2 separate regions of the Danio rerio genome follow, and region 1 is linked to region 2. The links are chromatin contacts, called in public Micro-C maps. All regions are on one chromosome and are shown on one strand. Each heading gives the region's core, a stretch centred on a gene start, on an enhancer-like site or on the middle of the called end of the contact. The rest is flanking DNA. Distances are from core to core; before and after follow the strand shown.

Region 1 (6,964 bases), core at 417-2,916, 34 kb after region 2:
TAGGCAAGTTGTTATATAAAGATGGCTTGTTCTGTAACTTTATATAACTTAGAGGGGCTAAAAATGTTGACCTTTAAACGATTTAAAACAATTAAAACTTTAAGACTTTAAGACTTTATTGACTTTTCTTTTATGCCAAAAATCTTTAGAATAATAAGTAAAGATCAGATTCTGAGCAGATATTTTGTAAATTTCCAATTCAAATAATATTTGATATAGTAATATCAAAACTTAATTTGTGATTAGTAATATGCATTATTAAGTACTGTATTAAACCAAAGATGTCCAAAGTAGGGCCCGTCGGCCAAAGTTGGCCCATTGTAACCTTTGATTTGGCCCACCATTTCATCTGAGAGGAGGGTGAGTATGATCTAGAGGGTTGGGGTGAATGTCTTTAACACAGATCATCATTTTCTAATTTGACATATCCTTTTTTGTTTGTTTTATTGCTGAGCTACAAAACAAAGCAAACTGAAATAAAATGATTCAGTAAAATCTTTGAAAATGTAAATACTGTCAATCAACAGATAGAGGAATATGAAGAAGACACCGGCAAGCAAATCAAGGCAATGAATACTGTAATATGTTCATTATATTACTGCATTCGTTTATATAAAGCAGTGCTTTCTATTCATTTTTAAACATTATTAAATAAATTAGGAAAATAACCCTTCGACCCACTAGCTTCAAACAAGTTTGGCTTTTTGCCCTTCATTGCCCTGATTCAGACTGAATTTTTCAATGTTAAATTGATTTGAACCCTTAGATTCCAGATTTGCAGATAGATGTGTCGCAGGTTTTTTTTATTTTTTATTTTTACTTCTGATTTTTGTCATTCACTTCTTTTTTGCTGTCTTTATATTGTTTTATAAAATGGTGTTTGTAGATTTAGTTTAAAACAAAATGAATTAAAAGTAAAACTATTTCTCTGAAGCTAGCTGTAATAATTTGTGTTTATATGTTCTTATTTATATATATTTTCTTTTTCTCAACAGCAACGTTCATATGTCTTGTAAAGATTGCCAGGAACATTCAGTGAACTGGAATGCACCATTTACTGTCTCTGCTTTCTGTGAGGATTCTGATTGCAACACAAAAAATGTAACTTACCGCTGGAAACTTTACCTGGTTAATGCCTCCAGCAGAGCTGCTGCAGAAGGTAAGTTGGCCAGCTTAAAAAAGAACTAAATTCTCTTCATTAAAAATAATACGTTCTAAATGAAACACTGTGAGTAAATAGTGAGGTAATTTTATATTCTCTCAAATATAAATAAAATTCAGCAATATGTATCATTCATTTTACTTAAAAAATTTATCAAAGTCTTAATTTTCAAAGGGTGTGCTCTCATTTATGCTGGGCACTGTCATAAAAACACCTCAGATGTAAGACTGTTGACATTGTGTTTTGTGATCAAACTGATATCAACTTTCTCTTTCTCAGTTCCGTTCTGCAGCACTATGGATCTCGGTTTACCCTCCAAAATGGAGGAGAGCTTACATTTCTCCAGGCCTGCAGTGACACCCAACACTCCAGCACTTCTGACTGAGAGCTCTATTCCTGGATCTCTGGCTCCTTATCTTTTATCTGATCACATTGACCTCACAGCCCCAGTTACACTAGATTCTCTGACTTCAGTGAAACACCATGACGTTCACAGTCCCAACTCAAACACAAACCACCATGCAGTGTTTCCAGCTGTCATGCATTTACCAGGCATCCTCCCATCCTTCCCTGGGGAAACAGAGTCGTCTGGGGGTCACCGGGAGTCTTTATCTGGCTCCGATAGAGTGTCAATGACAGATTTAATATCAGGTAAAAGTAACCACTCAGTCAGAATCATGTGATTAGTCAATAAAAAGTGTTAATTATCAAAGGGAGAATTCACCAAAAACTGAAGTTTACTCACTATTTACTCTTACACACAAAAAACTCTATTTTGAAGAATGTTAGAAACCAGTAATCATTGACTTCCTTAGTAGGAAAAACAAATACTATGGAAATCAATGCTTACCGGTTTCCAGCATTTATCAACAAAAATAACTTCCATTGTGTTCAACAGAAACAATAAACTGGTGACAAGTGGTGAGTAAATTATGACAAAGTTTTCAGTTTTAATTTGTGTACCATATAGCAAAGTGTTTGTTTTTATGCATTAATTATTGCAATATTCTGCTAGCTTTGTACAGCACTTTATCACGACCCGTTATGACAAAACGAGATTAGACGCCCCCTGGTGGTCAATTGCTTTACCTAATCCGGGTGTAACTAGGGCTTTCACAATAAAAAAGAGCTCTTCTAATAATAAAATCGGAGAAAAACAAAACAAATATTTATGTATTTAGTTGTGTACACTCTCAGAAAAAATGGTACAATGTTTTACCAAAGAAGGTACAAACCCTTGTCACAGGGGCAGTATCTTTGTATGGGACAGAATTGTGCCTTAAGACAAAGAAACAAATTTGTACCATTGCAGTTTGTACAATAAGTACCTTTTTTACCATTGTACACCAAAATGTACCATAGGTTTTTTAAAACCTGCAGATACAATATTGTTCCTTCATCAAAGATACAAATCTGATCCATAAAAGTAGCACTACAGTAACAAGACACTTTGTACCTTAACAGTGTTTAACATGCTTATCAAACACTTATTTCACAATTCAACAATTATTAACAATTATTAAACAATTATTTAAAATACCTTAAATGTTTAGTTTACAATACCTATAGTTTTATAAATACCTTAAGTGTTTAGTTTACAATACCTATAGTTTTATAAATACCTTAAGTGTTTAGTTTACAATACCTATAGTTTTATAAATACCTTAAGTGTTTAGTTTACAATACCTATAGTTTTATAAATACCTTAAGTGTTTAGTTTACAATACCTATAGTTTTATAAATACCTTAAGTGTTTAGTTTACAATACCTAGTTTTATAAATACCTTAAGTGTTTAATTTACAATACCAATAGTTGTATAAATACCTTAAATGTTTAGTTTACAATACCTATAGTTTTATAAATACCTTAAGTGTTTAGTTTACAATACCTATAGTTTTATAAATACCTTAAGTGTTTAGTTTACAATACCTATAGTTGTATAAATACCTTAAGTGTTTAGTTTACAATACCTATAGTTTTATAAATACCTTAAGTGTTAAATTTACAATACCTATAGTTTTATAAATACCTTAAGTGTTTAATTTACAATACCTATAGTTGTATAAATACCTTAAATGTTTAGTTTACAATACCTATAGTTTTATAAATACCTTAAGTGTTTAGTTTACAATACCTATAGTTTTATAAAAACCTTAAGTGTTTAATTTACAATACCTATAGTTTTATAAATACCTTAAGTGTTTAATTTACAATACCTATAGTTTTATAAATACCTTAAGTGTTTAATTTACAATACCTATAGTTGTATAAATACCTTAAATGTTTAATTTACAATGCCTATAGTTTTATAAATACCTTAAGTGTTTAGTTTACAATACCTATAGTTGTATAAATACCTTAAGTGTTTAGTTTACAATACCTATAGTTTTATAAATACCTTAAGTGTTTAGTTTACAATACCTATAGTTTTATAAATACCTTAAGTGTTTAATTTACAATACCTATAGTTGTATAAATACCTTAAATGTTTAGTTTACAATACCTATAGTTTTATAAATACCTTAAGTGTTTAGTTTACAATACCTATAGTTTTATAAATACCTTAAGTGTTTAATTTACAATACCTATAGTTTTATAAATACCTTAAGTGTTTAATTTACAATACCTATAGTTTACATAACTATAGTTTTATTTTAGTTTACAATATCTATAGTTTTATGTTTTACCAGTTGCTTCCTAATATTGTATTCTAAAACTTAATAATTCATGTTTATGAGTTTCTTTTAACATATGTTTTTAAATGATAATTGTATTAATAAAGAAAATCACCTTTCCAGTCCTATTTATTTTCATATAAAGTTGTCCAACACTTATGTATATTTTATATGAGGACAACTATGTATCTTAATTTCAGTTGTACCATAAAAGGTACAGAACAGTATCATAAGAGGTCTTCTCTGTACCATAAAAGGTGCAACTGTTACAAAGGTACAAAACTGTTCCTCAAGGAACATTATTTGTACCACCGTATACCTCTTTCTGAGAGTGTATGTACGATATGTCGATCAGAGCTTTGTGCCATTCAAACATTAATGTTAATAATGCCAGTAATAATACATTATAATGACCACAGCATGGTCAGCATGATATCTAGTGTTGTTTTTGTCTATTAAATTTGTTAGTTTTTATATTTATATTTGCATATTCTGCTTTCATTTGACTTTTACTTTTTTAAACATTATCATTATTATTATTTGGACATGATTTATGTGTATTCTTACTGCTTAAAGACTGGTACTAATGAAGCAAAAAACATAAAACAATATTAAAGTAAATAAAGTAGGTATATGTACATGACTTTCTTCTTCTTTTTCTTCTTCTTCTTCTTCTTCTTTTTCTTCTTCTTCTTCTTCTTCTTCTTCTTCTTCTTCTTCTTCTTCTTATTATTATTATTATTATTTTAAAAATAACAAATAATTAAACACTAAATGTGTTTCCACATTTTCAGATTTGCTTTACACAGATAATTATGAGTCATTATCAGGTGATCATATCTCCGATCCAGGTATTTTATTCTCAAGTTAACAAACCTCTAGAATTCTATCTTTGCAGACTATACAGAATGATATAACAGACCCTCATGTGAGATTTTTGGTTGTGTTTAGAGTATGATTACTATAATTTTGGAATTGAAGAGGCTGACCCAGGTATCACAGTCGGCAGGCCTACAGGTACACATTTTTATGATTTCATTAAAAAACTAAAATAATGACCTGACTGCTAGTTTTTAAAATATGTTTTATATATATATATATATATATATATATATATATATATATATATATATATATATTGTAAAAACAATTGTTACTTAAGGGAGCGATTCAGTTGGATTTAGCTGGAATGAAGGATCATACCCTGACTCTTATGACAATGAGGGTGACAATCTGGTGGATCCAAACCTGCTGGTGGTTTCTGAGAAGACCCTTCTGGATCTGGACAAACAGCTCATTCATCCAAACGTGTTTGAGTCTTACACGCTGTCAGGTATATGCAAGTATTCAGAGTTTACACCTCTGTTTTTACAGATGAATTTTTAAATTTGTGTTGTCTTCTTTTTCCTATAGGATTGTCCTCTTCAGATGTTACCTTTAAACCCTTCATGCTTAAACCGAAGAGTCTGTATTTGCTGGAGGTGTTTGCAAGTAAGTCTTTCATCTTGTTTTTATATTCATATTCAAGATTTGTGCAGAAATTAAATGAACAAATAATGAGTTTCAATGCAAAAATCTACCAGTGTTTTCAATTCTCCTTCTTTTTTTTGTCCTCTTTGTCAGGTTGTGAGCAGCGTCTGCGAGGGAAAAGCCAGCTGTTCTTCCACACACAAGCTGTTCCTGAGGGAATGAACTGCCAAGTGCAGCCCAACACCGGCAATGAAATCCACACGCATTTCAGCATCTTCTGCTCCACTGGAAAAGAGGTCTGCATTGTACTGCTCTTAGCATATTCGTTTTGTTTACCATTTTCAAGAATGGTGTAGTATTTAATCCTCAAAAAGCATTCAGATACATTTGGACCTGCAATAATTACTGTGAGTTTAATAAGGAAATTACACGTTGTTTTGACACTCTCCTGATGCAATTAATGAACTATTTATCATTCATAATTTTTTAATGGTGGAATGTTTTATTTGGTGTTAAAATAAAAAAAAAATGTATTGATTGTTAAATTAGCTATAAAGTTATATCAGTTTAAGAAAATGTATAACCAAATTCTAGGACAGATTTTTAATGTTTATAAACATGAAATTGTATATTAAGTTTATTGATAAACCATTGCAGCATGGTAAATTGATAGCTTTTTCTGTAGGTTAAACTGAAAGTGACAGCACAGTAAAATAATTGTATTATTATTATTATTATTATTATTATTATTATTTATTAATTAATTGATTAGTTATAATTATAAAGAATCTATTAAATTTGAAGTTGCGACAGGAAATGCAACAGTCATATACTCTGAATGCATTATGTTCTGACCTGGATATATTTGTGATTGTGTGATCAGGATCTCCTGTATGAGTACAGTTACAGTGTGGGAAACACTAAGAGGAAACTCCTTTACGAAGGCAGAGATTTTCAACACTACTTTAGTTTGCCAAGTGGAGATCCGAATCATGATTACAAAGGTACAGTTAAATTCTGGACAATTTTCTACTTAATAATTTTATTTTTATTTCAATGTGTTTGTTGCTATTTCTTTTCCAGCAGGAACCTTAATGTCAAAACGATGTAAATAAAAGGAACCAAAAATGCAAATCGATCTTATGTCAAAACCTTGACATTCCTTTAACATGCGTACATCTACGCCCTTTAGAGCACCAAAAGCTTTATTTATCTGAAAGCTTCAATTACAAATGACAATTCAGGCCAATTAATTTCTCAAAAAGTGGACCTTTTTGCATTTAATCGACTTATTTTCTTTTTAATTATGAGACTAAAATAAAGCATTTTATTGACATTTTAAGCACTATTTTTTAGCTAAAGTAGCTTGTCGGATGGTCATCATAACTACACTTTTTGATATACCAAAAATATTTCCTTAAGATTTAGAATAAAGAAATGTAAAACAATATTTTTAACATACAAATTTATTATATCATATATTATTCGGAAAAAAAGGAATCTGGTAAAGTTTTAAATTAGACACTGTGCCCTACTGAGTCATTTATTAGGCAAATAACAGCTGGTCAGCACACAAAATTTTTCCCAGTCTGAATTTAGCCAATTAAAAAAAAAAAAAAATTATATAAAAAAATAATAATGAAAATAATAATAATG
Region 2 (6,865 bases), core at 3,047-5,546:
CTAATGTCTTTATTGCGATTAAAAAAATGTTAGCGTTAACAATGTTTCTTAAATATCTCATGCATTGTTTCTCTCGGGAGAAGAGCAAAGAACATGCATAATTTTATTCTTTTATTTTATTTTTAGAATCAATGTTGAAGAATCCTTAACATCATTGAAACCTTTCAATTCCCCACAAGGTTCTTAAAAGTAATTTTTATTATTAACATTTAATAAATGCATATTTTAAGGTTGTTTGGGCAACCAAAAATGGTAGTCTGAAGACACATATCTACATATTATATGTCGCAAAATATGTTTAAAATTATTTAATTTGTAAATACAAGGAAGTTAAAGAAGAACCAAACTTGCCACCACCACATCACTAATATAGACTTTAAAGAATCGTCTTAAGATGGTTAAGATTGGTTTTAATATAATCTAAACTATTAAATTGGTTTGTGCAGTATTACGGACGCGTCTCTTATCAACATACGTAATAGTTTTTTTTTTATATGCTGCTTTGCCTATCTGGAAGCACAGAAATCCGGCATAGTCTTTGACAAACCAATAGTTTATTTTTATTTATATTTTATTTTTTCTCGCTTAGGACAATAACAGAATTGCGCAATAACAGAATGATGCGCAGCAAGTGCATGGATGTGTCAGTAGTACTCTGTCCCTGTTCCCCGACAATTCAAGCCCTGAGATCAGCTGACGCGCTCATGTGACCAAGGCTAGCGAGTTTGCTCAAAATGGAGTTGTCGGAATCAGTGATGAAAGGGCTTCAAATCCTAGCCGATTCAAACGTGATCGACCTGAAGTCGTATGCGATATTCACAGAGGTCGCCTTCAACAGTCTGGTCTCGCCTCGAAGCGAAAGCGCTCTGGGTAAGATGGTTGAGGTTTTTTCTTTGTGCAGCACTACTTCCGGTGCTTTCCAGACAAGAAGGAAGTCGCTGCGTTGTGTTACTGATGTTATTTTCTTGGGCTTGACATGTTATATGTTGCAGAGCCCAATAACTGGCATAGGCTGACGGACTTTAATCGTCATGCTTTGACTTGGCGTTTGCCTACTGTGCTTACAAAGTGCAGTGTACATTAGTTGACCGCTTAGCCGCATTAGCTAAGCCGTAGTGTGATTAACAACATCATTCTTTTTAAATGTAAAGGAATGAGTCCATATATATTTAACATATGCTTGATTATACCCAAACACATGTAGTATGCTAACATTCATGTATTTGTAGATTTAAAATTTTGTAATCTAATCTGCGCTGGTTATCAGCTAAACAGGTTTTCTATTTCGCTTACATACTCTCTCTGTATAGAAAGTGATTATCTGGCTTGACCGATAATTTAACATTTGTTATGAAAAGGCATTAGCTTAGCGTGTAAGGTTTAAAACAACGCTCTCTCTCTCTCTCTCTCTCTCTCTCTCTCTCTCTCTCTCTCTCTCTCTCTCTCTCTCTCTCTCTCTCTCTCTCTCTCTCTCTCTCTCTCTCTCTCTCTCTCTCTCACACACACACACACGTTCAAGCTTCTGTTTAGACCATTTTTTCTTCAACTTCAGGTCATCCAGAATTGAAACACATCGATCAGTCAACTCTGAACCACTGTCACACCGCGGCAACAACGTTCATTCTTGAGGGAGTTAAGCAAAATGCGGATAAATCGACAATTAGGTAACATATTCTAAAGATCATTTCCAACCCCTATCCGCTTGTGTTCTAAATTCTGAAAATACCGTGTGTTCTTCTAGCTCATGTCTTGAAGACCTGGGGTTTCAGACTGAAAGAGTGGACATATTTTATACTTCATTCCAAGTAGGCTAACGTTTGGTCTCCCAATATTTTTAAAAGAACAGTTGAATTACAGTAAGGTGAATATCTCTCTTCTATATATCTTCTAGAAAAACAAACAAAATGTGGAGTCTTTGTTGTCAAGGTGAGGCATGTGTATTATTATTTTTTTTTTGAAAGGCATAAAAAAATCACTTTTATCTAATTCAATGAAATATTTCCGCAGTGATACTTTATTTATTTTTTTTACTTGCTCCTCAGCATTGACATATGCCCTCCCCATATAACTGATGCTGCATGGCGTCTTGAATATTGTATAAAGGTATGTTGTTTCTTTAAGTTGTCCATCATTTACAATACTTCCATAATATCTCATGACCATTTTTTCTCTCCACAGAATAGTCATGTACATAAAGTCAATCAGCCGTCATACCTGATTTCCTTAAACACTGAGGTATGTAATTCCATAAAGCCTACATGCATTCACTGTACTTTCCAGTAATGGTTATTTTCACTTTGGATGTACTCTGGTTGCTTTTGCAGAGCGGTGGCTGTTCGTCGAAAATTAAGTTTAACTGCACAATGGAGCAACTTCAGGTATTTATTTTAGTCCACAGACTCACTATCAGTTTGACTAAAAGCACGTGGATGATTTCCTCCAGCTTAGCCATTGATTAAGATGTTATTTTTCTAAAGGTTTAAATAGGCTAAAATGCTTTTATTATTTGAAACAATTTGATGTTTTCACAGTTATTTTCATATTTTTGACTCTTCAGAAACAGAGTTTATCTTGCTTTAAAATTCTATTTTGTAGGCCTTCTTATACAAAACTTCCTGATTTAAACCAATATACAAAGAATTTGACGAGCGATAAATATTTAATAATAATCTGTTGTTATTGACATTAATTTACTACAACCCGGTAATTGAATGATGAGTTTAGGCCTACCTGAAAATTTCAAAGTTACCATCGTGTGGTTTCTGTTTCTGTAAAAGCCTGCATACTAATTTTATTATCGTCGTCACACAGATGCCTGTTTGTTGTTGGGGTGACACAAAGGTGAATTGTCCGAAAGATCAAGTCATAAAATTCTTATGCACTCAGTTATCATCACACCTCTTTACAAACATCCCAGAGGTTTTCATAAATACCCACGCGTTTAGCAAATTTGATAAAACGTTGCCATTAAGTTCACATTAAATTATAAAACAGTGATTTTTAATCCTAACTTACTGATTGTTCTATATGCAATCAACAATCTTATTTATGCACGGTCAAACTGGGCTATTTTCTACCTTCTTAATTTTGATTAAGCCCAGTTTTCATTTAATTTTGTGTAGTTTTGTTTACTTTCATAGATCATCAGAGGTTTACGATGTCAACAACTGATCTTTTTTATATTAGGCTTTGCTTTATCTAGTATAGTTGCATGAACTGTTTGACTGCTTTTTTTAGATGTAAAACAATTGACTTGGTAAAAATCAATTTTTCTATATTTTGTATTTGCTTGTGAATAAACTGGATTGTTTGAACTGTGTTCAGGATTTGGTTGGAAAAATGAAGGACGCCGCAAAAAGTGTCGAGAGAGCAACACAGTCATGATTCCTGGAGGTTGTCTAACCAAACGCATCTTTCCGGTTTCTTTTTGTTCTGTTGTTCTTGCATATCGATTAATATTATCTGGTGCTGTGGTTGTTTGTTTGTGGTTGTTTTTCCAAAATGTCATTTTCATAAAATCCACAATAAATCACTTTTAAGCAAGGCTGTCTTTGTGTATGCTAGACTTTATTTCTTTGACGCAATTAAGAAGAAATCAATATTTTAGCATTAAAGTGTAAATATGTGTTGCGCATATATATATATATATATATATATATATATATATATATATATATATATATATATATATATATATATATATATGAGAGAGAGAGTATAAGGACAGAACAGAAAAGACTGCGAGTATGCTATAGATACCGTTGAGTCATATTTGTAGAGTCAGGATTTTCTAGGGGACTCCCGGTCGTATGAGGGAGAGTTCGCAATGTTTTTCTGTACTGCTCTCTGCAACATTCATCACCGTGAATTAATTCAGCAACGCATGCAATGTCTGAACATGCCATCGGCTAATTAATTAAATACTTCCTTGGTGCATTTGCAAGTTTAGATTATGCAGATGTGTATAAATAGAAAATCTTACGGTAAGTTGATCATGTCTATGTTTTGAATCATTCTTTTTTAGCGCTGTTAGCGGATTTTATTTATTTTGTAGACATGTGGCAAACGGTTCTAAGCTGACCTACAAGAACCTATCCTATTGTGTAAACCTTACACGAGCTGGACCACGGTCAAACAGACTTTGAAAAGCAATTCTTTGTTATTTGTTGAGCGAGAGCCGCGCTGAATACACCGACACATATTCCCAGGCCACCCTTAAGGAATTAGATCACGTGATGCACGGGGCGGTCGAACTACAAGCCATTTTGGGGACGGTGTCAGTTTCCACTGAACCATCAGCGCAGCATTTTTCAAAGAGAAGACTGAAGGCGCTAGTCTGGAGAAAACGCACATCAGCCTGGCTGTTTTACACGCGGGAGGTCTAAATACGAAACCGGTTACGTCTCTCCAACAAAGCAAGGCACGCACATCGACAACAGGACCTTTTCTATTTTTTATTATTGTACTGCGCCCTGCTCCACCGTTCTCTTATTGCAATTGACAGCGTCTGCAGCCCTTTTCAAGATGGCCGCTTGGCTCGTATTCATTTTCTGCTGATCGACTTATAACTTTCATTGTCTAACCAGCACCAGGCTCGACTATTCACTCCAGTCCAGAAAGGTACATGTTCTTCGATATCTCCCCTTACATATGTCTAATTCCAATTCAGTGTTTTTGTGAGCTTAAAATGGAGACGTACGTTAGGATGCGGGAACTGACAGGCTCGCGTACGCAACATTGTCTCCGTGTCTCCGCGTGCTTACAGATTTGAGTTATTTTATCTAAGAATTTTGTTTAATGGGTCCACGAATGACTCTTTTTGAGTTGTGTGGTATTCAGTTATTGACATCATGATGTTTGTTTGGTGTTTCTAGCTAGAAGAAACGGTTTAGTTATTAATGAATCCTGACCGTGCACGCGAAATCGGGTAAAGACGGGTCGCCTGTTTATGTCAGGCAGGTTTCTAAAGGATTTTCTGTTTGTCGTAACATTAACTAGTTATCTAAATTTATAGATATGCAATCTGTATGATGTTTACTTGTGATCAAACTTGTTGTTTTGCTAAATTGTGCCTATTTGTGCGTTTTTTTAACTTAAATTTGCACAGTAACCTAAACATGCCAGGTTGTCGGATATACAGGACAAAGCATTCAGTAGCTGACAGCAAACATTCACTACACAGACGATGTGTGGTTGACAAAACAACACATTAAACAATATACTTATTTTACGAATATAACGTTTTTCAGCGTTTACTTTAATTTATCCATCTGACTTAAATTGCTGTTTGGACATCCTATATTGTAGGTTACAAGATTTGTTTGGATCTAAGGATATATCTGTTGGACTTTGAAGCCACTTTACCATTCAAATATATATTTTTACGTGTATGGCTATATACATTTATTTATACTTGAGCTAAATTATTCGTTTTCACCTGTTTTTATGTAGGCTAATGTGTGGAAGCCTTGCTGTTTTTTGTCGCTGCATGTCAAGGGGTAATCTTTTAGTTTATCTTTTAGAACTGAACTTTGTCGCTTTGACCTTTGTTGTTTAAAAAAACATAAGTCTATCACGCGTTTAGCCTATATCTTGTTTTAGAAATTGCAGCTGTCCCCCTCAAGATTTGGTAAACAATTTATTTTTATTATAGGTTATAACGTATGACACTGTTTGAAGTTGTGAACTCAAAATGTCAAAAACCTGATGCGTTATGTAGAATAGGTTAAATACAGTTAACAGTTTGATTCTCCTCAGCTTAATCAGGTGGTATATTAATATTAATCGAAATAGGCCAGAGATCTCTGCAAACTACACCTTCTCACGTAGAACAGTTTGTGTATAAAGGTAATTTCCTCCTGACTGCTTTATTTTATACGTGAAGCCATCATCCTCAAAGTGCTTGTCAAAGATCAAAAAGGTTGTGGTTGTCTGTCTCAAACCAACCGAAACGCTTGTTGCAGTGGTGAGGGCAAACCGTCCTGAAGCCTAGATCATTTCTGTTTGTCTAGTGGATGTTTTAGCTAAAATCTAGATCCTGGCCGCCTTTACAAATTTTAATAAGGATATATTTTTGGACGACTTACCTTTGTTTTAACGTTCCTTTTGGCGTGTATATTCACAACCTTTTTGTTGCCTATATATTTTGATATGAAGTAATATCTCATGTGTTTTTATCATGTGTTCTTTATTCATGTTTCATTCAAATCGTCCTTTAATTGTACAACAACATGTAAAATTGACCCTCAAAACGCCAGTTATAACTACTGTAAGTATAGCTGCAGGTTTAGTAGGCTACTTCACATGTAAATCACTACTCTAGAGTTGCTTACTCTGATCGTTTTCGGATGGTTGTCATCTCAGACTTGTCCTCGGCTCTCAGAGAATGCACCGAAGTAATGAGGTGTTTTAATAACAGTTCCGTGTAAAACAAAATTAAACCTTATACATGGCAACGTATGACGACAGTCATGATGTCAATTGGGTATCAGTTTAATGCACGGTGCATTTATGGGCAACGGGCGACTGAAACAGTAGTTTAGGAGGGAGAGACTGTCTAAGCAAAAAGCGGAGATCAGCATCATTATTGCATAGATGTGTGGTGTTATTTCAGTCGTTTGTGGACGGACTAAAAATCAAATGTAAGACCATTATTACACGATGCACGCTGTTTTAGATGTATTCGGCGGACTCGTTTTCAATTAAAATTTGCTGGAACTGCATTTATAGACAAAGCGGCATGGTTATTTTCAGCTGGTTGGTACGTTGCCACGTTACGCAGGTTTAGTTGCTATAGAAACCGTGGGAAGTGTTCGTCACGTAAAGTTAATTAACGTAGATTGTTCTTATGATGGATGCTTTATTT

The links. A called contact is a pair of places that touch in the nucleus more often than the background predicts.
Region 1: a contact with region 2 is called in a Micro-C map of caudal fin, with 4 times the contacts expected there. The contact joins the enhancer-like site here to the promoter of bmi1a in region 2. A contact is called at or near these places in 2 of 18 Hi-C or Micro-C datasets (caudal fin and an unstated tissue).

What each region holds. Positions count from the first base shown.
Region 1 is chr24:21,162,750-21,169,713 of GRCz12tu, forward strand. pkd1l1 (polycystin 1 like 1, transient receptor potential channel interacting) reads left to right here. Exons shown (of 54, transcript XM_073940623.1): 12 at 996-1,159; 13 at 1,442-1,813; 14 at 4,633-4,689; 15 at 4,790-4,855; 16 at 5,001-5,171; 17 at 5,252-5,329; 18 at 5,462-5,604; 19 at 6,192-6,312. Among named protein-coding and RNA genes, the nearest start is that of pkd1l1, 15 kb to the left of the region's middle. Within about 2 kb of position 1,667, at least 5 of the 62 cell types and tissues checked have an H3K27ac peak or open chromatin away from gene starts, as enhancers often do.
Region 2 is chr24:21,126,115-21,132,979 of GRCz12tu, forward strand. It overlaps bmi1a (bmi1 polycomb ring finger oncogene 1a), which reads left to right and starts at 4,297. Exons shown (of 10, transcript NM_194366.1): 1 at 4,297-4,620. commd3 (COMM domain containing 3) reads left to right here and starts at 707. Exons shown (of 8, transcript NM_001008734.2): 1 at 707-870; 2 at 1,553-1,664; 3 at 1,742-1,805; 4 at 1,892-1,926; 5 at 2,043-2,103; 6 at 2,179-2,235; 7 at 2,325-2,378; 8 at 3,325-3,543. The coding sequence starts at 735. The coding sequence ends at 3,384.